Linked DNA regions of Rattus norvegicus: region 2 is linked to region 1. A link is a contact called in public Hi-C data. All regions are on one chromosome and are shown on one strand. The core of a region is the stretch at or near the end of the contact, and the rest is flanking DNA. Distances in the headings are between cores, read along the strand shown.

Region 1 (6,064 bases), core at 1,358-3,857:
TACCTTACCTTGATGTGGCCTAGTTTCCTTTTTTTAAAATGAAAATGAGAGTGTAATTTAAACTACCTATAACAGCTCTGAGGAAAACAAAGAAATAGTTTACCTTAAAGTAACTTAGACAACTTGGTCATTGAAAGAATGTAATACGGTGGTTAATGTTGTTACCAATTGTGCACATGTTTCTAGATATTTCCTTGTATCTTTACAACAGGGTTTTAGAGCTTCAGTCTTAGTATTTATAATGTCTGATTCCTATTTAATTTCCACTGCATATTCCAGTTGTTCACTGCTAGCACATAGGAAAAGTATACATTAAATATCTGAATATTAATTACGTTGTAGGATCTGTTCTCATTTTTTTCCTGTGTTCTCAATGTGGTGTTACTGGAAAGCACCAAGGTTGGAAGATTAGAAGCCAGATTCAGAAAATATAAGTATGTCATTTCTTTACAAGGTTGATGCATCAGTTTTCCAACATCAAACATACATACATACATGTATATGTATGTATATATGTGTGTATATTTATTTATATATATATTTGTGTATTTTATATATATTTGTGTACACACACACACACACACACACACACACACACACATTCTCAATGTTGTATTATACTTGTCTTCCCTAGCTGGAGCACATGGAGTATTGCACTGCATTGGCTATAGGGTACCCACTGCCATCAGTATCTTTGAACATTGTCTTTGACCATCTTTACTTGTGATAGTTTGTGTGATAAATGTTCCCCATACTCTTGGACTTTTGAACACTTGGTCCTCAACTGATGGAGTTGTTTGGGTAGGTTTGGGGGTGTGGTCTTGCCAGAGGAAGTATGCTGTTGGTGTGTTCTTAGAGGTTTCAAAGTCGCACACAATTCCCAGTGCACTATCTCTGCTTTCTGGTAGTGGTTCAAGATGTGAGCCCCCAGCCGCCCCAGCTGCCATGCCTTTCATTTCTCCATGGTGATGGTGACTGACTCTTATTACCCTAGAACATTTCTTTAACCAATTGCCTTGGGGATGATATTTTGTCAGAGTCACAGAGAAGTAACAAATACAATGTTGTACACAATCATTTTATCTGAGGTCAGGGAGCAAGTCGTTTGGAGGGACCTTTGAGAGCTGAGTATGTTTAAGAAGAGGACACAGCTTGATGGGTCCCAGTCATTGTTGTGATGTTCCAGAGAGGATGTGACTGAAATCCATCAGAATTCACTAAGAGATGTTGGAGGCATAACTCCCAGTAGATGATACCAGCATGACTGTGAGTCTAAAGGAGTATCTTGTCTCCTTTGTCAACCTATCCAGATCTGTTGGTCTGCTGGATAACTTGGTTATAAATTTATGTTCAGAAGAAACATATAATCGTTGCTATTACTACCAGATTGTTTTTGAAGCCTCACCAAGCAAGGCCTCTTCATGGAGATTTCTTGATTTTCTTTTATGGCCCCTCTCTCTTACCTTTCTCCTGTTTGAGCCTCTCTCTCTCTCTCTCTCTCTCTCTCTCTCTCTCTCTCTCTCTCTCTCTCCTGTCTGTGTTTCTCCCTCTTCTTTTCCCCCCTCCCTCCCTCCTCCTCCCTTCCCCCCCCCCTCTGGGAAGCACTCCATGACCTCAGATTGATTTGTAAATTTATATTTTTTTCGGTGTGTGGGGCTCTTGGGTTCAGTGCTGCTGTGCTGGGTACTGCTGAGGCTTTCCTTGGCTCATCCTTGTAGAGATGACACCCCCTCCAGTGTGACTTGGCTCGGTTCCGCTGAGTCAAATGTATGCAGCACAGAAAGGGGATACGCCAGCAGCTGGAGTGGCTGAGCGGAAGGAAGGAGGTTAAAAGGTATTAATCCCATTTGAAACAGCAGGCCGACTGCTTTCGGATACAATGCCATGTTTAATCCCCCTAACAATCTTGCAAGAAGAGCCGCCATTGCTTGCACAGACAAAGTTACGGTAGCTCAAGGAGGCCGGCGTTCGATCCATGACTGTTCACTACAAAGTCCATGGCTGGGCCAACAGTGCCATCTCATTTTGACTCCCAGCTGAAGCTATCAGAGATGTTAGGCCTCCCAGGAATCCTGCAGATAAGAACTGGGTCACATGGGGACCAAAAGTGAGCTTCCACGAGCTGAATGAGCCACATGGCCGTGCGGTCTTTGCAGGTAAAAAGTATTCCATCAAGATTTTACCCTGTGGATGAGTCAAGTTGTTCCCAGGAGAGAGAGAAGCCCTGGTCAACAGACAAACTCCAAATCTACTTCCTGGTCAGCACACTTTCCGGACTGACTCTTCCAGTTTTGCTTAGTGAGTTAAGATCATATGAACCAGGCTGAGGATACTGTAGGCAGACAGAATTAGCAAAAATTCTTTCCCACAATACAGCCCTCCATTCTTCTAACATACCTCAAGTGCATGCCCTCGGCCAGCACAGATCTGCTGAGAGGAAGATTAACAATGATGACAAGAATAGTCCCTGACTTGATAAAACAAATATCAACTGGGTCAGGGGACAGGAATTGCCTGTAAGTGACCTTGGGTTCAGTGTGTTCCTCATTAGTGGGGATTGCACCATCTTAAGTATTTCAGTGCATGCTGACTCTGAAGTTAGACATTAGACCACTGCCCTTGAACTCAGTCAATATTTGCAGAAGGTGGGGAGGGGCACAGGCTGCAGAGCCACAGAGAGGGAAACGGAAGATATTTGGGGATAAAGTCTGACTTTCCATCTGTTGATGTTCTAGAAAGAGTCTTTGGAGTTACGTGTTCTCTGTGAGGCTGGGTGTGTGATAAGGACAAAGGTGGCTGGTAAGTTTTTCACTGAATAAAACACAACTCTGCTTTAGTCCAAACTCCCCAGTCTCCTCGCAAGATAAGGATGAGCTCACTGAACGGATCCCATCTCTGGATCAGCAAACAGTCCGTGTGGGTCAAATTCCAGCCCCAGCTCTGGGCTCCTGCTCTTTGGGGCCTCATCGATTTCCCTTTCCTGAGGCTTTGGGGTGAGAGGTCAGGGAAGGTAGGAGTGTGGGCGGTTAGATTTCCTGTCTTCCAGTCATGGAGTCTCTGATGGGGAAGCATTCAGTTTCATTAAGCTCAAAGGAGGTTCTAACTACACACTGTCTTCTTCTTCATTGCCTGGTCTCCTGTGTGGCCATCCACCCAAATGCGAGGAAAATTATGTATTATCATATATATACATGTATGTGTGTATGTATATAATATATATATTTTTTTCTGTTCTGGGGATAGGGCCCAGTGTCTTGTGCATGGTAAGTAAGTGTTCAACTACTGAACTACAGCCCCAGACCTTGCCCCATTTATTTTGTAAGTTTGTTTCTTTTCTGATCATGTACCCTTGAACTCTGGTCTAGTTTAAGTAAACCTCCCTCCTGGTATAATGTCTCCCTTATCTGTGCTTGAAAACCATTATTCTACAGGCCAACCCAAAACCTAAAAGCAGCATATATACATGCATATGTGTGTGTATGTGTACATATGTGCACATGTGTGCATATGTGTGTATAAGTATATGTATGTGTATATGTGTATACATGTGTATGTATATTTGAATGTGTGTATGCATGTATATGTGTGTAAGCATGTATATCTGTATATGTATGTATGTGTATACAAGTATGTGTATCATGTAAATATATATGTGTGTGTATATGTCAGTATGTATCAATGTGTATGTGTGCCTGTATATGTGTATATATATGAATGCCTGTGTGTTAATGTGTATATGTCTATTTGTATGTGTGCATATGAATGTGTATATATGTATGTGTCTCCTGATATGGTATTTGGACATGTAGATATGTGTTATGTGTATGTGTGTGTACACGTGTCTCTTCCATTTCTGACATACCTGCACACACACCATGGGAGGATAGGGTACATACCCATTCTGTATTCCCTGCATGGGTTGTGACCAGGAACTCCAAAGAGGCTCCTTTGGGCTGTTAAATTGAGGAGAGAAAAGAAAAAAGGCTGCAAGGGTGGTGGCATTGAAACACATGACACAATTTGGGGTAAGTATGCCTCTGTTCTTCATTGTGAGCAGTGACTTCCCTCTCTGACTTCCTTTCCTTCAACTGGATGTTGAACACAGGTTACTCCAGGTACATCCTACTGCACATTTTACTCATTCCTAGGCTCAAGGATGACATGATGTCAAACATGGGGGAAAATGATGACTCAGAAAGATGAGAAACAGTGGCGGGGCTTCTGCTACAGGGCTGAGCTTATAGCCCCATAGCACAGAGACTATGTGGCTGCCTTCCCCATGTGAGTAGAACTGCAGATCTCTGGCATGGGCTGGTTAATGCAGATAGCACACTGCACATATTGACAGGTGACTCCATCCTAGGTGGCAACCCTGTTCTCCTCAGACAGCAAGTGGCTCAGCCCTCCTCTGCCTCTGTCTCTGTGAGTTTACCTCTGTATAAGGATGTGGTGTGTTTGCTTGCTGGAAAAGCCCTAAACATAACATAAAATTATTAAGTCCCCTGATGGTCACACAAACCAAGTGTCAGGGGCCTCAGCCACAGAGTGGAGGGAGGAAGGAGTTCTGGGTTCACATTTCCAGGGAATGTGACAGCCCGCACAACAGGGAGAGAGCAAGGACCCAAATGGGCACGAGAGTCCTGAGACTAGGGAGAAACTAGGGAGAATTTGTTGATAACAATACCCAAGTTTGATCCCAAGAACCCTGGTAAAAATGTCAGATACAGGGACAGATGTTGATAATCCCATTGTGAAATCAGAGGCAGGAGGATTCCTGGCACTCACTGGCTAGTATTTAACTGGCCCAATGAGAGTAACTGTCTCAAAGGAAGTGTTGGTATTTTTGAGGAGGACAACTGTGACTGTCCTCTGGCTTCTACATGTAAGTTCGTGTATACCCGTGTGCCACCTCCCAACACACACACACACACACACACACACACACACACAAGAATCTTGGGATAGAGATTCAGTGGAACTACAAGGAGAAAGTAAGTCACATTTTAGCAGAGCCAAGGGAACAGGTCTGCCATGCCTAACTACTGGGGTGCAGGTGATTGACAGCCAGACAAAGCACTGGCAGAGAGGAGTCTCGTGCATCTGTCTGCTCTTCTGTGAACACTGTTCTAGCTCAGCCTGCTTTCAGTAGAACAGTTAGAGATGTCTCGCCCATTCCCTGCCAAGCTGACACACCATCCCTTTAAAACTATTCACCAATGCCAATAAGGAAAAGTCTCCCCACAGATCTTTCTATTACCGTGACTCTTGTGATTTGCAAGACTGTGGGATTTCTTTCACTTCTCAAGTCCAAGCTAGAGGGCAGAGTGAAGTGGGAGCTCCTGGTTTCTTTGGAAAGTCAGTTATGCCAAATGATGTTTTGCTGGCCCACATGGGTGAAAGGATGTCTTGCTAAAACAGACGCATAAAAGGACGCTTGAAGAAGGAGTATAAATATGACCCCACAGTCAGTGGGAAATGAGCACTGAACATTGGTTTGCTTTACTCCACCTTGCTGTTTTACATTAACGACATGTATATATTCATTCGCTTCCATGGTTTCGTGTCACTGAGCTCAACTTGTGGTAATGCTGCTGTTGAGAGAAGCTCGCCTGAGAACTGCTCATGAGGTTCTTGCAGCAGCCTCGCCTGCGGCCAATTGTCCTGAGTTCCTTCAGGATTGAACTACAGCTGCTGGTTCATGCTTGGTGTCAGCCTGACGAAAAGACTGGCCTGTAGCTGCCCGTTCTTGTGTGGTATCTGCCTGGTCTGATACTGGTCTGAGGACTGGTCTGCACCTGCTGAGTCATATTTGGTGTTTGCTACAGGACTGAGCTGTTGCCCAAGAAGGTCGAGCTCACCCCCAAAGAACTACTGCTGAACAGGTCCGCTTCCCTCATATCCTAATAATGTTCTCTTTCACTATCTCTCTGGGTGGTAGGCTAGAGAGTAAAATGTAGGTTGCAAAAAAAAAAGTATGCCTACAAAAGAGGGGCTGAGGAGGAGTGGCACTGCTGAGCTGTGTGTCATTTTGCATGGTCTGGAGGCACACACCTGTCATCCCAAC
Region 2 (6,718 bases), core at 1,131-3,630, 490 kb after region 1:
TTGTTCTGGGAATGACGAGGCGGGGCAGGAGGGGGCTAGGGGAGAGAACACAGGTTGAGTTCGTTACAACTTAGAAAGCTACTTAGCATCCACCACTGGTTGAATCCCAGATGTGGGGCTGACTCAAGCCTCCACCTGTGAATTGGCCAAGTTCGTGTCTTCAATCTCCAATCAAGCCCTCTGACTTCTTCCCTCTTTCAGGCACATGTCCTTTTATAACCAGATAAAAGTAGACACCGTAGATAGTATCTGTAAGTTAGCAGCTGAGAGCAATCAAAAACTAAAGTATCGATCTCTGAAAACATACCTGAGAAAAATGCACGAATCCCTGGCAGTTACGTCATGGCTGGGATCAATAGTTCCCACCTTTGCCCTGGGACTTGAAATGCATCTGCTTGCTGCCTGTGAGAACTGATGCTTAGTGAATGAGGCAGAACTCCCCGGGAGCACAGCCTAGTGGCAAAACCACACTCTACGTAGCAACTCACAAATCACACACACACACACACACACACACACACACACACACCCTTGTGCACACACACACACACAAGCACATACATGCATGCATATTTACATACAAACAGGCACATAATATGCACATACATGTGTACACATATTTGTTCATACACATGCATATACACATACCTTCCCGGGACAGCAAAGAACCTTCAAAAGAAACACACAGTCGTTTTACAAATGTCCTATTTTTCTAGCTACCACTCCAGCCCTTTCCACCCCCCTGCCCTGAATCAGTAATGGAGCTAATAAGGGTTCAAGATTGTTCTTTCTGGGGGCCAACTTTTTCTTTTCTCCGTGTCATGCTTTTTATTCAGAAAATAATTTTCTTTGCATTGTTTGCATGAAAGCTTTCCAACACCCCCAAATAATGGCGAGAAATTGGCTTTTATTTCTGAACAGGCTTTTTCAATACGCCCCGTATCTCTCGGCACATCTATTCTATTAATCTGAGCCTTAATGACACAATGGGTAAGAACAGTGTTCGGATGTGTATAAATGAAAAATTTAATAGATTTCCCTCTTAATGTAATAGAATTGGCATGTGGAGCTGGAGCAGGAGCGAGAGTAGTCGCTCAGGCATTGTGCTTACGTGATGTTTAAATAGAAGTGGCTGGGGTGTAAGTACCACTAAGTACACCTGAAAGGGACAGTGCTTCCTAATCATTGTCTCAACAATTGACAGTTGTTTACACAACAGCAGTACATTCACTGCTGATTTGAATAATAAACACGCTTAAATACCAGCTGGATAATAGAAGGGTAATTGAAACGTACTTTAGGGCTCTGATTCGCAGGCATTGTAGTCCCTCTTCCCTTCCCCCGGTACAATGCCACCCTTCCGTGCAGGCTCTAAAAGAAAAAAAAATTAAGGCATTGTTTCAAACATGGGGGTCTATTGAAGTTGATGAATACACACCGGGTGCATAGCCCTGCTCAAGCCATGCCTGGGCATACTTGAGACTACTGCTGTACAGTGGGTTTTATCAAAGCACTAGAGATCTATAATAGAGCTGTTGGGGAGGCCCGCCCTGCATTGTATCCACTAGGGCAGTAGATGGGACCCAGCTACTTCCCTACCCAACCAGAACACATCAATAGGGGTCGTGGCTCGTGGATGGAAAACAAGAGAATGGGCCTGGGGCATCTCTGGAATCGTGAAAGTAATCCTCGCTGTCGCACATCCCCAGGTCCTCTGAACCCATCAAGCCACCTTAGCTCAGGCCAGCTTTACCTCCTATTTGGCCTAAGGTTATAAGAGGCCAAACGTGGGCATCGCTCCAGGGGCCTCTCTGTTTCAACCTCCCAACACATGACCCTTTCTAAGGAGCGTCAGTGCCAGGAAGACCAATCAAGTTAGCTGGGTAGAGGGTTCCCAGCAGGACTTACACGCCATCACAGTCCTCAGAGCTGAGCATCCGAGGAAGAGGTGGAACCTGGCTCTTACTCGGGGTTCTTATTCATAGGGCTAAATTGGCAGGGTTTCCTTCACCAGCCCCAGTGCTGACAGGTGCGTTGATCCATCCAGTTACCACTGTAGATCTCTTCTGGAGAACTCACACTGACCATTCACAGCACTCTGTCTGCAAAGACCACCCCAGGGAAGAAAACGACCTGTCAAAAAGTTGCTTAACGAGCATAAAGTAAAAGCCGGTGTGGCAGATGGATTGCCCCGTCTACTCCAGGGAAAGCACTGCCTAGAAGTAACCACCCAGCACCAGGCCAGAGCTCTGTCATCACTGGTTCTCAGAACCACCACCCCCCCCCCCAGGAATTAAATTATTACGCCACCTTCAATACTAGGGACTGATCAAAGCCACAGAGCTGCTGAGTCACCGCACCAAAAAATCGGTTGTCACACTAGTTACTAAGTATCCTGCACATTAGTTACTAAGTATCCTATGAACCCTCAAGGGTTACCAGGTGTCTCTCTTTGTCAGGGATGGTTACCAGATGTTTCTCTTTCCCTCTTCCTGTCTCCCTCTCACTCCCTTCTACCTCTCTCGCTCTTTGTCTCTCCCTCTCTCTCTTTCTCTCCTCTGTCTCTCCTTGTCTCCCCTCCCTCACTCCCATCCCTGCTCCATCTCTCCCGACCTGAGCTGGAATAAAGCACATGTTTTATTTTCTGGTCCCCTTTTTGGTGAATCACCCCCCACATACACACACACACACACACACACACACACACACACACACACACACCACACTGGACAGGGTGACAGGGCCATTTGTGCCTCCTGTTAGACCTGGCCAATCCTCCAGATAATGTTGAGTGAGTGACTGGGGAATAGCAGAATGAACCAAAACTGGTTGCCATTTAATGCCTTTCTGAGACCCAGCCTAGCTAACTGAGACACTCACTGCACCTCCCACCAACGGTGAGGAAACGAAATGCTTCTTCAGTGAGTGGGCGCATCCAGCGTAACGGCTGCTCAAATTCAGTTTCCCTTACAATGACAGCTTGAGACTCCAAAGACTCACGCCCGGCATCCTCCACATGTGAAATCCACTTCCTTCACCTCCCACTTATCCAGTCAAAGCCTCCGGTGGACTAGAGATCTAATTTTGGTCTTCAATGCCCTGCTGGACAAGATGGTGTCTGCCAGCCATGGTCCCTGGCCATAGGCACTGCTGCAGTGGTAATTCTCAGAGCCCTGTAGTTCCAGGAACTAAAGAATAGACCACATGAATGAGGACAAACGCCAACAGCCTAGGGGATGGCCTGACCTAAGGAGATAGCCTCCCCCTATGCTTACTCCAGTGAAACCAAAGGCAAAAGCTGCAGGAAAAGAGAAGCAGAGGTCACCAGAGGGTGAAGCATCTGGACAGGCTTCAGTGCACAGAAGTAGGAATTGGAAGGGGAAGACTAAACAGTGGCAAAAGATCAAGAGGTCAAGAGCAAGAGCTTTGGCACCAGCTCTGGGTTCTAATCTCCACCGAGCCTTTGACTCGGCGTTTCCTCAGACTGCTCTAGCCTTCGCTGTCAGTGTGCTGTCCTGCTGGCAGACAGGGTATGGCTGTTGACTGCGCATGACATGCCAGTCAGTGTTCTCCTCCTGTAGGTTGATGTCATTATGCAGGTGGAGGCAGACAAGATAAAACGAGGCCTGTCATTGGATGAGAAGGAAGGGAGGCAGGAACAGAAGTTTTAGAAGGGAGGGAGAAGAGAGAGGAGGTGGAGCGAGGAGGAAGGAGCTGGGAGAACATGGTGACAGATGCTAAGATTCTTCTCTGCGCATAGATACAGCTTGTTATGACTATTTTAAAGGGATGGGTATGTACAGGACTTTGAGCGGTCTAGATGGGCAAATTATATCATATCAATTGGATCAGAGACTATTGTCTGGTGTGTTCTTTCATTGCGCGACTTAACTGAGTTCAAGGAAGCATGTGGTGGCGGGACGCATGGGGCCCGCTACAGAGTTGGGATGTGTATGCCTGGGGTGGTAACAACCCACCGAGGAAACTGAGTGAACAGCTCGCGGACCACCAGGGTCAGAGGGAGCCCGGGAAAGAAAGCACGGAGCAGTACGCGTGGGAACCGGTGACAAGGCACGCCTTTTTTATCCCCCCCCCCCCCCGCAACATCCTCCATTGTGCATGACATACCATCTACCTTCATAACAACACCATAAAACACTGTCACCAACTTCATTCTAAGTATGTTGTACCTGAGGCCGGTCACGTGGCAGGCAAGGCCAGGCATGGGACTCGCCTGTAGACCAGCGGACTCTAGAGCAGCAGGACTTGGCTTAGACTCCCAAGTACCCTCAGGTATCACCAATCCTCAGCCTACACTACTTCTGTGGACAGACTACGACTGACGCTCAATGGGTTCCAAATTGGATGCAACTCACATGTGACACAGAGCACATGAGTGAGTGTGGTAGGTGAAGTGGGCTTTGTAGAGTGAGGGAAGGGGGTAAGAAGCCCCGCCCACAGGCCAAGTGAGGTGGGGCGTACTCAAAGATGGTTTCCGCTGATCCCACCCAGGGGCCAGACTTCAAACTTTGAAGGTGACCTGTGGGGCCCTTGGTGGCTGTACTAATACATATATTTCTACTAATTTATGAAGTACCTGAAGCTAAACAATGGAATATATGTGAAGTAAAGGGGAGGCAGGGTTTAGAAGGGAGGAAGGAGGCCAGCAGGAGGGCATGCAGATGAGGAGGGGTGTGGGAAAGGGGACCCAGGACAGAACAGAAAGCGCCCTCCCAGGATCCATTACTCTGTATGCTAACTCAGAGAATCAATTTAGAAAAACCTACACATCACAGAGAATGTTTACCGTCGCAGAAGAGGTGGTATAAAGTATCTGAAATGACAGCAAATAGCACAACATTATAAATAAACACAACAGAAGAACTCGAGGGGAAGACTGAAAAGGGAGAAGCAGAGTATGTCGTGCGCTGAAGGGCAGGCTGCACCCTGGGCTGGAAAAGAGAAGGATGGCTCAAGTCAGTGCCTGGGGAGACTGGGACACAACAGGAAATCCAGACTACCAGAGGGGCCTGCGACCCAGAAAGAAGCCAACTGGGTGTCTGGAATGGACTGAGATGTGGGAGACAAGAGCAGAAAGACACGCTTGGCCTCTCAGTGGCGACTGGCCCATCCCCACTCTCCCTTAACGACCCAAATTTCCTATCCCAGTTTCTTAAACACTGAGAATGTATCGATAAACCCAGGAGTAGTGGAGGCTGATGGAAAACACCTGGTCAGTCAGGGGGCGGCGTGGAGTCTGAGATTCAAGATGCTGACCCGAAAAGGAAGCTTCACAGGTGCCATGACTTCCACAAACAGCCAGAGATGGCGGTCAGGACTTCCACTGCCTGGCACCACGAACAGACAGACGACCATCGACCATGGAGGACTTAGAAAGACAGCCATAATCCAAAAAAAAAAAAAAAAAAAAAGATGTTGCTTTACAATAAGACAGGAGGAAATTCTGGGACTGAACACACACACACACACACACACACACACACACACACACACACACACACACACACCATATGAAATGGGAAACAGTTTTGAATGTAAAACAGTGGACTCACTTAAAATCATTATATAAGGATATAAGACATCAGGGGAAACAGTGTAAAATTTTCAGCAGCATCAAGGAGAGTCCCCGAGAGTAGACACAGGGTATCTCTGCACTCAAGGACACAGGTTTGGGTTGATCCATCTCCTACAGAAGCAGCCATTGCAAAAAGGAGCGTTAAGGGGACAAGAACAATAGTGGGGACAATTAATGTGAACTCTTAGATCTACAAAGAATTAGTAAAAGTCCTAGAAGCTTTCATCAAGGGAAAAATGCCTACAAAAAAAAATAGAATTGTCATCAAGATCCCCAAGAGTAACACCCATGAGAGGAAATGCAGGAGAGGGTGCCTCTCAAAGTCCCAAAGGAAGCCAGGGACTCACGGCCCTGGATGTTTGACACGCGCGCCATCTCAGGTGTACTACAGCTCTGGGAGCGTCCCTCTCATATTGGATGCTAGGAAATTCCGGGAGGATCTGCTCCAGCAAGACAGAAGAGTGGCGCAGGAGAGTGAAAGCCTCAAGACATCCCAGAATAGTTGTGCAACGATCTGGAGAGCAACCACTTCTGGTTCAGCGCCAGACAAGAGGTCCATGATAAGTAAGAGACGCCACGAAGCCGATCTGTCCCTGAGACCTTGAAGAGATTTTTAGTACAACTTAAGCAGGAAGTATAGAGGAGCTCGAACCTTAGATCACGGCTCTACTCACTAATTACATGTTCCACTGTTGAAGAACTTACTAAATTCTACTTTTACCTTGTAGAGTTCCCTCAACCTGCTTTTTCTGGGTCTCTTTTAACTCCTATTTCTGATTTTTTTTTTTTTAGCTGAAATGCAACCTACTTATTTTCATTAATGTTTTATAAAGAGCTATCATTATATTATTATTATTATTATTGTTGTTGTTGTTGTTGTTGTTATTATATCTGATGCATGACCGTGTACTACTCCCATGCCTAATGTCTGTGTAGGTCAGAAGAAGGGGTGGGATCCCTGGAACTGAATGCAGTTACAGACAGTTGAGTGTCATGTAGGTGCTGGGAATCAAACTCAGGTCCTCTAGAAAAGTGTGCACTCATAACTTCTGAGACATCTCTGGAGCCCCTGTTTTCATTAATTTTTAATGATAAGAGAATTTAAGACAGCATATTTTTAAT

Evidence for each region. Hi-C and Micro-C count contacts between places; a contact is called where the count stands out from the background.
Region 2: a Hi-C map of liver shows a contact between it and region 1, with 6 times the contacts expected there. The contact joins two enhancer-like sites. A contact is called at or near these places in 2 of 12 Hi-C or Micro-C datasets (both in liver).

What each region holds. Positions count from the first base shown.
Region 1 is chr13:104,182,929-104,188,992 of GRCr8, forward strand. It overlaps LOC134481544 (a long non-coding RNA gene), which reads left to right. Exons shown (of 5, transcript XR_010057141.1): 5 at 1-334. Among named protein-coding and RNA genes, the nearest start is that of Prox1, 65 kb to the right of the region's middle. Within about 2 kb of position 2,608, at least 2 of the 93 cell types and tissues checked have an H3K27ac peak or open chromatin away from gene starts, as enhancers often do. A contact at or near this core is called in liver, where this site is marked.
Region 2 is chr13:104,670,996-104,677,713 of GRCr8, forward strand. No RefSeq gene overlaps it. Among named protein-coding and RNA genes, the nearest start is that of Rps6kc1, 350 kb to the right of the region's middle. Within about 2 kb of position 2,381, at least 6 of the 93 cell types and tissues checked have an H3K27ac peak or open chromatin away from gene starts, as enhancers often do. A contact at or near this core is called in liver, where this site is marked.